2 separate regions of the Sus scrofa genome follow, and region 2 is linked to region 1. The links are chromatin contacts, called in public Hi-C maps. All regions are on one chromosome and are shown on one strand. Each heading gives the region's core, a stretch centred on a gene start, on an enhancer-like site or on the middle of the called end of the contact. The rest is flanking DNA. Distances are from core to core; before and after follow the strand shown. Region 1 holds the start of MICAL1 (F-actin-methionine sulfoxide oxidase MICAL1). Region 2 holds the start of AK9 (adenylate kinase 9).

The links. A called contact is a pair of places that touch in the nucleus more often than the background predicts.
Region 2: a Hi-C map of liver shows a contact between it and region 1, with 4 times the contacts expected there. The contact joins the promoter of AK9 here to the promoter of MICAL1 in region 1. A contact is called at or near these places in 1 of 5 promoter capture datasets (liver), 3 of 47 Hi-C or Micro-C datasets (blood, heart right ventricle and liver) and 1 of 2 datasets of contacts at active chromatin or transcription factors (alveolar macrophages).

What each region holds. Positions count from the first base shown.
Region 1 is chr1:75,519,620-75,525,407 of Sscrofa11.1, forward strand. MICAL1 (F-actin-methionine sulfoxide oxidase MICAL1) reads right to left here and starts at 3,141. Exons shown (of 25, transcript XM_005659375.3): 1 at 2,857-3,141; 2 at 1,033-1,334; 3 at 735-942; 4 at 355-459; 5 at 1-21. The coding sequence starts at 1,290.
Region 2 is chr1:75,690,422-75,695,834 of Sscrofa11.1, forward strand. AK9 (adenylate kinase 9) reads right to left here and starts at 2,994. Exons shown (of 40, transcript XM_021091050.1): 1 at 2,893-2,994. It overlaps FIG4 (FIG4 phosphoinositide 5-phosphatase), which reads left to right and starts at 3,807. Exons shown (of 23, transcript NM_001243250.1): 1 at 3,807-4,041. The coding sequence starts at 3,976.

The sequences.
Region 1 (5,788 bases), core at 1,891-4,390:
GCTGGGCACGCCAACCACTCCCTGGGGCAGAGGGTGTGAGTGGCACAAAGGTGTGGATATTTGAAGGGGCCCTTATAGTCCCAGGACGATCCAGTGAAATCATTAAATGTGTAAAGGGTGTATGGTTTAGAATGCAAAGGCGCACTGCTGTCAAACCACACATTAGCCATGGAAAGGAGGTAAGGAAAGAAATACAGCACGTTTTACAGATGCTCAAAGTGAGGCTTGGTGGGGTTTGCATAAGGCCATGCTATTAGAAAAGGGGACTCAGCTGACTCCCAACCCCGCCCTTTTTCTCCCACAAGGTCAAGATGTCCTTGGCAGAGGGGGGTTCTCAGGAACAGAAGTACTCACCCTTTTTGGGAGGGGGCTGGAGGCCAGTGAAAGTGACACCCCAGTGAATTTCCACCCCCAGCAGTAATGCCACTTTCAACAAAACCAGCTGCAGTTGCCGGATGCCTGGAGGGGAGAGAACATTAGAAACAGGGACCCAGGAGCCCAGAGCCTCCCCAAGCCGCAGTGTGTACCTGGTCAGAGCTAGAGAAGGTCTTAGAGATCGCTCAGTCCAATTGCCCGTTTTACAGGTGAGGGACCTGCGTCCTGAAAGCCACTTGGCTGAAGTGAAACTTGTCCACCCTGCCCCCTGCTGGCCCAGCAGTCCCATCCCCACCCACCACTGGCCTGTCCCTAGGCCCAGGCTCACCCGCCCCTCCAGGCCACCACGTGGTGCTCACTGATGTGGTCCAGGGAGCCTGTGCAGAAGCGCCCATAGAACTTCTTGGCGCCGAGTGCCCGAAGGTCATGGATGGTGAAGGGCCAGAGGTGGAGCACGTTGTGGCGAGAGAACTTGGTGCGCTTTTCCACCAGCACCACCCGGGCCCCGAGCATTGCCAGCTCCACAGCAGCCCGCAGCCCACAAGGTCCCGCACCCACCACCAGGCACTGTGAACACACAAGGCAGCATCAGCACGGCATCCGGGCTCCTCCTGACTCCCCTACTCTTCGACCCCATCCCAGGCACTGTGTATCCACCTTGGTGCTGGTGCAGGCTCGACCCTGCTGGTAGACAGGCTGACTGGCTCGCTTGTCCAGCTTGGCCCACAGGGACTTGGCGCTCCAGTAGTTGAGCTGGGCCTTGATCTTGTGGTACTGTGGCAGCCCCCCGCCGGGCTCCAGCTCTAGGGCCCTGCATAGCCCCTGGAAGCTGCTCAGCACATCCTGGCACAGCTGGGCCTGCAGGAAGCTCTCAAAGTGGGCATGTGCTGGGTTGGTGGAGGTAGCTGAGGCCATGGAGACCCCTGGGACTCCCAGGGAGGGGCAGAGGCACGTGGCTGCTGGAGAGAAGGGAGGGAGAGAAGGGAGGAGGCTGGAGAGAGGAGGAAGGGAAAAGGAAGGGGAGAAGAAAGCAATCCGGTACCCCGAGGGAGCTCCGGGTCTCTGCTCCTCTCTGCCAGCTGCTCAGAGACAGCTGCTATCCCTTCCACTCCAAGTGAAATTTGCCAAATTTGGAAATGAAAAATCAGCAGTCCTGGGCCCAGAAGGCCCTTGGAAAGCCAGGGAAGGGAGGTTCCAGCTCAGCCTTCTTGTTCAGGAATCTCCAAGCCCTGCTCCATCTCTGGGGCCCAGGGGACAGGAATTCCTCCTCTGCCTCCTGAGGCCCTGGAAGCAGGTCGTGAGGAACTCCTCGGATGTGGAGCGGGCAGGGTGCCCAGGAGGAGAGCTTTCCTTGCAGAACAGACCGGGATGACTCTAATACTTGCCATCCCAGCTGCTAGGCACACATTCCGCCCCATTTCACCCCATGCCGCCCTGAGCCTGGGGCCCCTCAATGTACGCAGTGCCACGCTGCTTGTGGAGTGTGTCACATGCCGGGGGAAAGTTTTGCACTTTAGCGCTTGTGATTGCTTCCTGGGGGGAGGAGACAGTCTCCTCCGGAGGTTCCACTTCCCATCACCAAAACTACCTTAACCAACAGCAGAGGATGTTGCATCTGACTGAGTGACACACAACTGGATCTATTTCTGACTCACTGTGGTCAAAATACTTCCCCTGACTTGCCACCGCTCACAGCCGAGATGGTTGAGGGATTTGCGGGGGCGCGGGGTGGGGGAGCGCAAGGCAGCAGGGTTGGTCCCTCCCAGCTTCCTCCCACCCCCATCCATGCCCTGCCCCATCCCTCCAGGCTCTCCCAGGAATTCCGAAGACAAGGCCTCCCTTTGTCCCCTTCTCTCTCGTTTAGGTCCCCACGCAACTTGAGGGGTGTTAGAGAGGGCTTTCTCACGCAGGGATCAGGAGGAATCGGAGGGAGCGGGGGACATGGTTGCCCACAGGGGAGTTAGGTAAGGAAGGTGGGTGGCACTGATGGGGGTTATGTCCTTGGGCTGATCCCCCTGACCCTGCTCGGCCGCCACACCCGTCCCAGTCTCCGCGGGCCAGGCTCAGGCAGAAGGAGATTAAAATCTCTGCCGCAGGTCACCTGGACGAGGGCGGACGGGACGTCAGGAAGACCAAAGGTCTCTCTTGGGGGTGTCAGACACAGCAAAGGTCTCTCTTCCCCTCAGAGAAGTGGGGAGAGGGGCGTCCCAACCTGGAAACGCCAGGACAAAGGATGTGGGAGGGATGGAGCGGTCTGGAAGGATGGAGAGGGAGCAGGACCACTGGCGGCGGGAGGGCGGGGATATTCCCACTCTGGACCGTAAAGTCGGGACAGAGGCTGAAAAGGGCGGGGGTGCAGAGAGACGGGCCGGACCGGGCCGGCGGGATTCCCGAGCGCCGGGAGCCTTATTTCCCCAGAAGCGCACCCCTACCCCTGTGCCGGGCCCCCGCAGGCAGCGGGCGCGCAGCTGGAGCACTTACCGGGGGCTCGGGAGCCCGGAGGGGGCCGCTTCCTGCCCAGCGGGTGTCCCAGTCGGGGCGGGTGGGGGGCCGGGGACGGAGAGAAGGCGGTAGTGGAGGTGGAGCGGCGCGGACCAAAAGCCGCGACTGCAGGACTGCACCCCGGCAGCGCGGGGCCGTGGATTCAGTCTGGGTGTGAGCTTCCGCACGGGACGCGCAACCCGCGGAGGCTTTATTCGCGCCTCATTAGCATCTCATTACCCGGCGATCTGCAGCTGCGGGCAGCCCGGGCCCGCCCACGCCTGCAGGGCGTGGCTGGAGGGCGTGGCGCCGCTGACGCGGCGTTCCGTTCCGTTCTCGGGCCCGAGACCCGGGCCTGGCCCGGCCGATAAGCCGGGGATCCGAGGCGCCCGGATCCCGACGGCGCACCAGCGGCCTTAGGCGCCATCCTGGAGCGTTGCCTGCGCCGGCAAAGTTAGCCCTTCCCGGGTGGGCGAGGCCACCCACCCTTGCTCCGTACCTACTCCTCGGCTGTCTCCGAGCACTGGGCGGAGAGGGCGCTCGGGCTGAGCGAGAAGTTTGCCGAAGTTGTTGAGACCATAGGCACGTCTGCATCTCTTCACCTCTCCTACCAGGAGATGCACGGCCAGCCCGGGCGCCCCACGATGAACCCACGCTCGGGGGCCGTCTCCCCTACAACTAGTTTGCCGCTAGACCCCGGCTGCGGGCAACGGGCACGGATTCAAGTTCCGGGAACTCGGCAGTTGTAGCTTCCACAGCGGCAGAAGTGAGAGGGCCAGAGGGTCTTGGGGTGGAGACGGCGGTGTTAGACCATTACTACGAAAGGCGGAAGTGGGAGGGGTGTGTGGGTGAAAGGCTAGTTCCCCAGTAGGTAAGAATGCCATGGAGAAAGGACACACGGAACTGTCGGTGATGAAAAGAGACCTTTGGGATCAACTTCCTCGTATTCCTCATAAGCAAACAGCGCCAAAGTGAAGACACTCTTTCAAGGTCATACCATTAGTTAATAAAACATGAGTCCTCATTTAATAAACATCTACTATGAATGTTATCTTGATCACGAGAGTCCCATTTTACTGAAGAAGAAACCGAGGTCACAGAGGTTCTGTGATCCACAACAAGTTAGCCAGCAAGCGGCACAGCTGGTACGGGACTCACGCCTATCTGGAATCCAGTGTTGACCCAACGTGGCAAGTGAAAGGCTGGCATCATAAGAAGCTGGGTTTCTTGTTTAGAGCAAGTGACACTGTTACACTAATGAAACAGGAATGAATGGGAGGGTCCTTTCCTTGAGATCCAGGGACTGGAAAGAGCTGGGTCCCTATGGCTCTCTCCTTATCTTTATTCTTACTTTGCATTTCATCTGGAAACTCTCTGAGACCCAGTAAGATTTGTTATACTCACTGTTCCCAGATTGAGCTGAGAAGCAAGCGAGAAGGGGAAAAGCCCGCTCTCTGCCAGGAGCGGCAGGGAATTCAGCCAGGTCAGGCTCAGGAAACTGGAGCCCGTCCTAGCTCATGAGTGTGACTAGTCACTTGGCTTGAAATCAATTTGCCAAATATCAGACACACCCATACTTAAATACATAGCATAAGAAGGGTTTTAAAGTCCATTCTAAATGGGTTTACCAGGCTTTCATGCCATTTCTCTTTCATTAGTGAATAACCAGCTGCTCCGACTTAGTGCCTTTGCAAAGGCCCAGCAGGGTCTGCCTCTTAACTCAATGACTTGCCCTCTCAGCCAAACCAGGTCACATGGCTTTCGGAATGACAGATGCTAAAATGTGTCTTTAAAAAAGATCACAGAACAGGAGTTCCCGTCGTGGCGCAGTGGTTAACGAATCCGACTAGGAACCATGAGGTTGCGGGTTTGGTACCTGCCCTTGCTCAGTGGGTTAACGATCCAGCGTTGCTGTGAGCTGTGGTGTAGGTTGCAGACGCGGCTTGGATCCCACGTTGCTGTGGCTCTGGCATAGGCTGGCAGCTACAGCTCCGATTCGACCCCTAGCCTGGGAACCTCCATATGCCGCAGGAGCGGCCCAAGAAATGGCAAAAAGACCAAAAAAAAAAAAAAAAAAAAAAAGATCACAGAACAATAATGACTTCTTCAGTGCTTAAAAAAACTGCTGACTTGGAGTTTCACTTTATGTTAATTAAAACTACACAGTGGAGCAAAAAGAGTAGGGTATATTGGTTTGTAATCTAGACGATCTGGTCAGATTCCAGCTTTGCTGCACATGAACTTAGTGTAACCTTGAAAAGTCACCAACCACCATGCTTTAGTCTTATCTCTAAATAGAGGCAGTTTAATTACTCAACCTCTTCAACTCATTTTGATTCTAAATTCCTATTACTCAATGTCGGTGACTCTAAGAAATGTACAGTTCAGAAGGCCCAAAGCAAGTTCTATTTAGAATTTCTTCAAAGAGAGAGAGAAAAAAAAAATGGCCTCTAATAAAGCTAAATGAATAATTGTCTACAAGTATTTCTCTTCTTAATTAGAATCTTATCTGAATCATGAGCCATATTACATGTGTATATGAAACTAAAAACACGGGCACAAACACTGGCTAATTCACACTGGATCAAATAATTGGGAAGTCAGTTTTAAAAGAATCCCATTCTAGTGTTTTTGCAAATAATCATGCCAGCAGTGGCCTAGGTTTAAAAACTTGAGCCTTTAAGACAGGATCCCTTTCTTCTAATCCACACCATATTTTTGTCTTCCTGCAGTGCCATCCTGACCTCACCTAGAGCCTGGAGTCAGAAACTAGATCCCTAGCAATGCAGGTGACAGTTCTAAGCCACCCTATATATGGCCTTCCTGTAGGTCAGTGTGTTCAAACACCACACACACAGTCCTGGGTCAGGAGCTGTGGCTGCATTGTGACTAGGCAGACACAGCTCTTGATCTAAAAATAATTACCTGTTGA
Region 2 (5,413 bases), core at 1,744-4,243, 170 kb after region 1:
GATTGAATTCAAGCCACAGCTCTGACCTAGGCCACAGCTGTGGCAATGCCGGATCCTTTAACCCATTGCACTGGGCCAGGGATCAAACCTGCACATCTGCAGCAACCTAAGACACTGCAGTTGGGTTCTTAACCCACTGTGCCACAGCAGGAACTCCTAAGTCTTCTTAGTTTTTGGCAATAGCATGTAACACTTGGGAATACTGTTCTGACCCATTTAAGGGGTGATTTGGAAAGCTGTCAGTTTTGAGTAAGGCCAAGAATGAGAGAGAGCTCCACAGCAGTTTCAGGCTATGGTACCAGAGGCCTTGATTCTTGGGCCATATACCTGGCTAGATCCCATGATGCTAGAGGTCGCTGTGGTGGGTAGGACACTTTTTGGAGTCTTAGGGAAGACTCAACAGGAACCTCTCAGTGTAGATCATTGCCGTCTGCAGCAGAGAACCATTCCCCATTCAAAAACCAGCTCCTGGCATGCTCCTGGGCTCTGGGACAGAATAAAAGCCTGGCCATGGGCCATCCGGTGACAGTACATATGGAAGTGCCCACATGAGTTGGGTTTGTCAGACAGATCAAGTCCTCAAGCTGGGCAGACACAACAGCAACCCATTGAATGATAAAAATGGAACCCAGGGATCAGGCCAAATAAATATCATAAGCAAGCAGTCTAGACCCACATGTCACCGATCTCTTGTTCATCAGTGTCTCTTAGCTCACACCTCATTTGGAATCCCTTAGGAATAGCTGATTAAAAAATGATAAAAATCATGTATGGGAGTTCCCATCGTGGCTCAGTGGTTAACGAATCTGACTAGGAACCATGAGGTTGCAGGTTTGATCCCTGGCCTTGCTCAGTGGATTAAGGATCTGGCACTGCCATGAGCTGTGGTGTAGGTCACAGATGAGGCTCGGATCCTGCGTTGCTATGTCTGTGGTGTAGGCTCCAATTAGACCCCTAGCCTGGGAACCTACAAATGCTGCGAGAGCGGCCCTAAAAAGACAAAAAAAAAAATCATGTATGAAACATGATATATTGGTGCAAGCTGTAAATGGAATGCTTTTGGACTTTAGTCCCACTCAGGAGTAGTCCTGAGAGGTGGTGATTAGGGGAAATCCTCCTGGTAGGCAGAGCTTTAAGCAATATTCCTAGGTCCTTAATTTGGAGAGTGATGCTGAATGGCTTGGTCCAGAGCCTGGAAGGAGTGAGACTGGATCATAAGAGAAAAAGGGTTCTGGGGAAGAAGCGTGTGCATGGGGCTATGAGAGTGGTGTAACAAGCAGAATCTATGATGACCTCTAATGAGTCACGTCCTTGATAAGGAGTTACTGCCCTGGAAAGTAGAGGTAGAGCTGCTGCTACCTAATTAGGAGCAGGGAGATGTAGGTCTTTTTGCGCATCCTTTTGTTTTAGAAACTGGGACCAGAAACTGCCTTGAAGAACCAGTGACAGGATGCTGTCAACTTAATGTGGAGGGAGCGCAATGGGTATGAGTGGGGCAAAGCTTGGAATGTTGCAGATGTTATTAGTACCCTAACCCTATCCATTTGACACCAACCTTTTCCACAGATGACCAGCCCGGCTTCCAACTGGTGGCTTGTGGTTCTTTGTTTAAGGGCCCTTTCTGGCTGCCAGACCTTGTTCTGCCTGAGTTATACAGCAGACTGTATAACTGTATAAGAATTAATATTCTTCCATAGCAAGACTCAACCTATAACTGATGGGAATTGGTGAATAAATACCCCAGCTCTCTTTCCCCTTAAAAGGGAATAACTGAGACATACATCCAAGAATTCCTCAGAGAATTCAGCTAACAGAGAAATTTGCTTAATAATATTCCCTTTATTCCCTTTATTAGCTTCCTTCCCTTTGTGGCTGTTGTTTTGCTAGATTATTGCCCATATAAACTATTTGTCCTCAAGTTTTGTCTCAGGATCTGCTTCTGGATGAACAAAACTAACACCAGTTTCAAATGGAATATAGTAATATAATAATTGAAAACTAAATATTGGAAAACTGGAATTCTACAGATATTTTGAGTTATCCTGAATAAAAATGTGCAAATATTTAACTCATGTTCAGAAGAGTTGCTTTCCATTATGTAATGGAACAGAACTAAGTATTTTTCCCAGGTAAAAGATCCAAGTCAATGCAAAGTGCCAGTGCTGAGATGGCCATCTTTCTAGTTTTTTGTTTTTGTTTTTGTTGTTCTTGTTTCTTTTGTCTTTTTGGGGCTGCACCCATAGCATATGGAGGTTCCCAGGCTAGGGGTAGAATAGGAGCTGTAGCGGCTGGCCTACACCTCAGCCATAGCAACGCCAGATCCTTAACCCACTGAGCAGGCCAGGGATCGAATCTGCAACCAGTTACTAGTCGGGTTCGTTAACCACTGAGCCACAAAGGGAACTTCGCCATCTTTCTAGTTCTTAATAAAACCCAAAATTTCATACCAAACTATGAAAGAAAGTTTAAAATAAATATTAATTTAAAAATTTTGCAATTTCTTGATTTTGAATTTACAATATAATCCCCAATGCCACATTATGTTTATACTACAATTGAATACAAAAATTCTTAAATTTCCTTACATTTTTAGCAGTTGAAAAAATCCTCTAGCAGTGGGCTCTGCAGTTAACAAGGGACCCATTTCCTGGGAAACCTAGCACTTTTGCCATTCCAGTACATCTTACATCTCACAGTTGGTACCCAGTGAATACCTGTGGAATGAAAACGATGTTCGTTGAAAGGAGGAGTGAGGTTCAAAAGCGGAATTTACGGAGATCTCGAAGTTTAATTTTGCAAGGAAAGGAACTGGTCTGGGCTCCCCGCAGGAGATGGTGGGATTTCATTCGCTACGGAAATGGATCCGAGCGGTGGACTCTGACTCCTACATACCTATTCGTAGCAGACCCCACCGGCTGGCTGCAGTCCTCTCCAGGGACTCTGGGATCTGTTGAGCGGTTGCCAAGGGAACCCAGCTTGGTGCAAAGTGTCGAGCCTCTTGGGGGCGGGGCCTCGGAAGGTGGGGCTGTAATTTACTGATTTACTTTAAATACTCACTTTCGTACCTTTGTATTCAAAATTTTAATACACTCCTTTTCACAAATATGGAAGCTGATGATCAAAGAGAGTACATGCGTTGTTTACTTATGTTCACTCACATCTCGTGTAAGAAAACTTCTTTTAACGCAGAACTCCAAAGCCAGTACTACACTACGTTGTATTACACTACACTCGACAGTCTTTTTTTAGAATTTACAGATGGTTAGCCTCCTGCACAAATAAGTGGCAAGCTTGGAAATTTCCAACTTTAAGCGATTATAAAACACTAATTGAACCACACACCCTCTGGATACCATGGATTTAGTTGATTCTTCTAAGGGTAAAAGAGACACACAGCGACAGAAGGGGAAAAACACCTATGCTTAGTGCAGGACCGTCACAGAGTAGGTTTTCAGGAAAGGGCAGAAGTAGGCAGAGAAAAAACAGACAAACTTGGGAATGGATCTATCTGCAAGTCGGAGAGCCAATTCAAAAGAAGTAATCCAGTCCCAAATCGTCCACTTTTGCAAAGAGAAGGACCAGAAAAAGGTGAGATTTAACTAAACTGGCAGTGCCCTTTTCTCCGCCCACTTTTCCTCGTTCCCATACCAAAGATGGCGTTCTTTGCTTCCTCCTTCGCAGTACGCAGGCTCTGGAAACCTCTACCCCACTTCTCTATGGTTCTTCCTCCAGTCCCGCCCACGCGGTAGCTGGGGTGGGGTTTGCCTGGAGGTGGGGCCTACGGATCCGGAAACACCTGAACCTTAGTAGCTGATCATCTATGTATTTCGTGCCGATGCAGTGTTTTTACCTGCGGAACTTGGCATCTTGGATCTGAGGCGTCTTCTCTCCGGGTTTCTTGGGGGCAGTTCCGAGGCTGCTGCAACCAAGGCTGTGGCCTAGTGCCTGTTGGGGCGCGCCCCCGTTTGCTCGGCCATGCCCGCGGCCGCCGCCCCCATAATCAGCTTGGTCCAAAAGCTGGTTCTGTACGAGACTAGAGCTGTGAGTACCCAGCCCAGTGGGGTGCGGGGAGGACAGCGGCCGAGTAGGTGTGGGGCGGTGGGGCAGAGCAGCAGCCCGCCCCATCTTCCCTCTGTTCCCTAATTCGAGTCCTGGGGAATGCGCCCGAGGGGGCTTCGCCCTGTTATGGCACCCGGGACACTGTAGCTTTTGCAGCACCACTTAAAAGCCAAGGTTGGAACACCCTGGCAGCAAGTGTTTGTGATATCTCAAAAACTGTTCATGAAGTTCTGTACGAGTTACTGAATTCTTTTCAACTTTGGGAAAGTCTTGGAGTTCTCCGGTTCACTAGTTATAGTACAAGTAGGGGTTAGAAAAATATTCTCGACCTGTGAATCGGTAACTTTTCTGTTTTCCTATGCCGTGGCGTCGCAGTGATTGATAATAATTATGTATGCTTTTATTGCTGACATTTTTGGTTCTCTTTATTTGAAGGGAAAGAAAACTTTGTTGATTTGTTTGGATAGAATTCTTTTGCTTTTCATTTTACTTTTTTCCTACACAGTTTTATTTTGTTCTGTTTTATTTCTTCAAATCACCATGTAAATAGTTACTGGTAGAATTAGCAGATCCAGGTTTTTGTTTGTTCGTTTGTCTTTTGTATGGCTGCACCTGTGGCATATGGAAGTTCCTGGGCCAGTGGTTGAATAGGAGCTGCAGCTGTGGCTTATGCCACAGCCACCGCAACACTAGATACCAGCGGCACCTGCGACTTACTCCGCAGCTTGCAGCAGTGCAGGATCCTTAACCCACTGAGTGAGGCTAGGGATGGAACCCAAATCCTCACAGAGATAACTGTAGGGTCCCTAACTTACTGAGTCACAATTGGAACTCCCAAGCAGATAGGTTTTTATGTTTACGTTACTAGTTCCCTAAAATTTAATGAATGGTGCTTGAAGTATGTACTTTGTCATCTCTGTGGCTAGAAAATAAAGTATAGCTTTTCTAAACTGGGGTATCATTGATATTAGGGTCTGTGTTTAAATTACACTTAATGGTTACAGGATGGCATGTGCTCAAAACCTTCATAATACTCATTGCTTATGCTGTAGAATGTCTTATAAAACACATTCAGTGGAACTATTAGAGGAGTGCAAGAAGGTACATAGCAGATTCTCAGTTATTACATGAGACTAGCTTGTCTGCTAGTCATCATTAGCATTAGCATAGAAACATTGTTGACCCTAAATTAATTTTGCTGACAACTTCATTTGATAATCCAGACCAGAAGATAAAATTATCTAATAATACCAAATTTGCAAATATCTTCACTTGTCCTCTGAGGAGAGTCATACAGAAGTATCATTTTGACATTGAAACAAAACCTTCTGCTTTCTGTACAAGTGCTGATAAA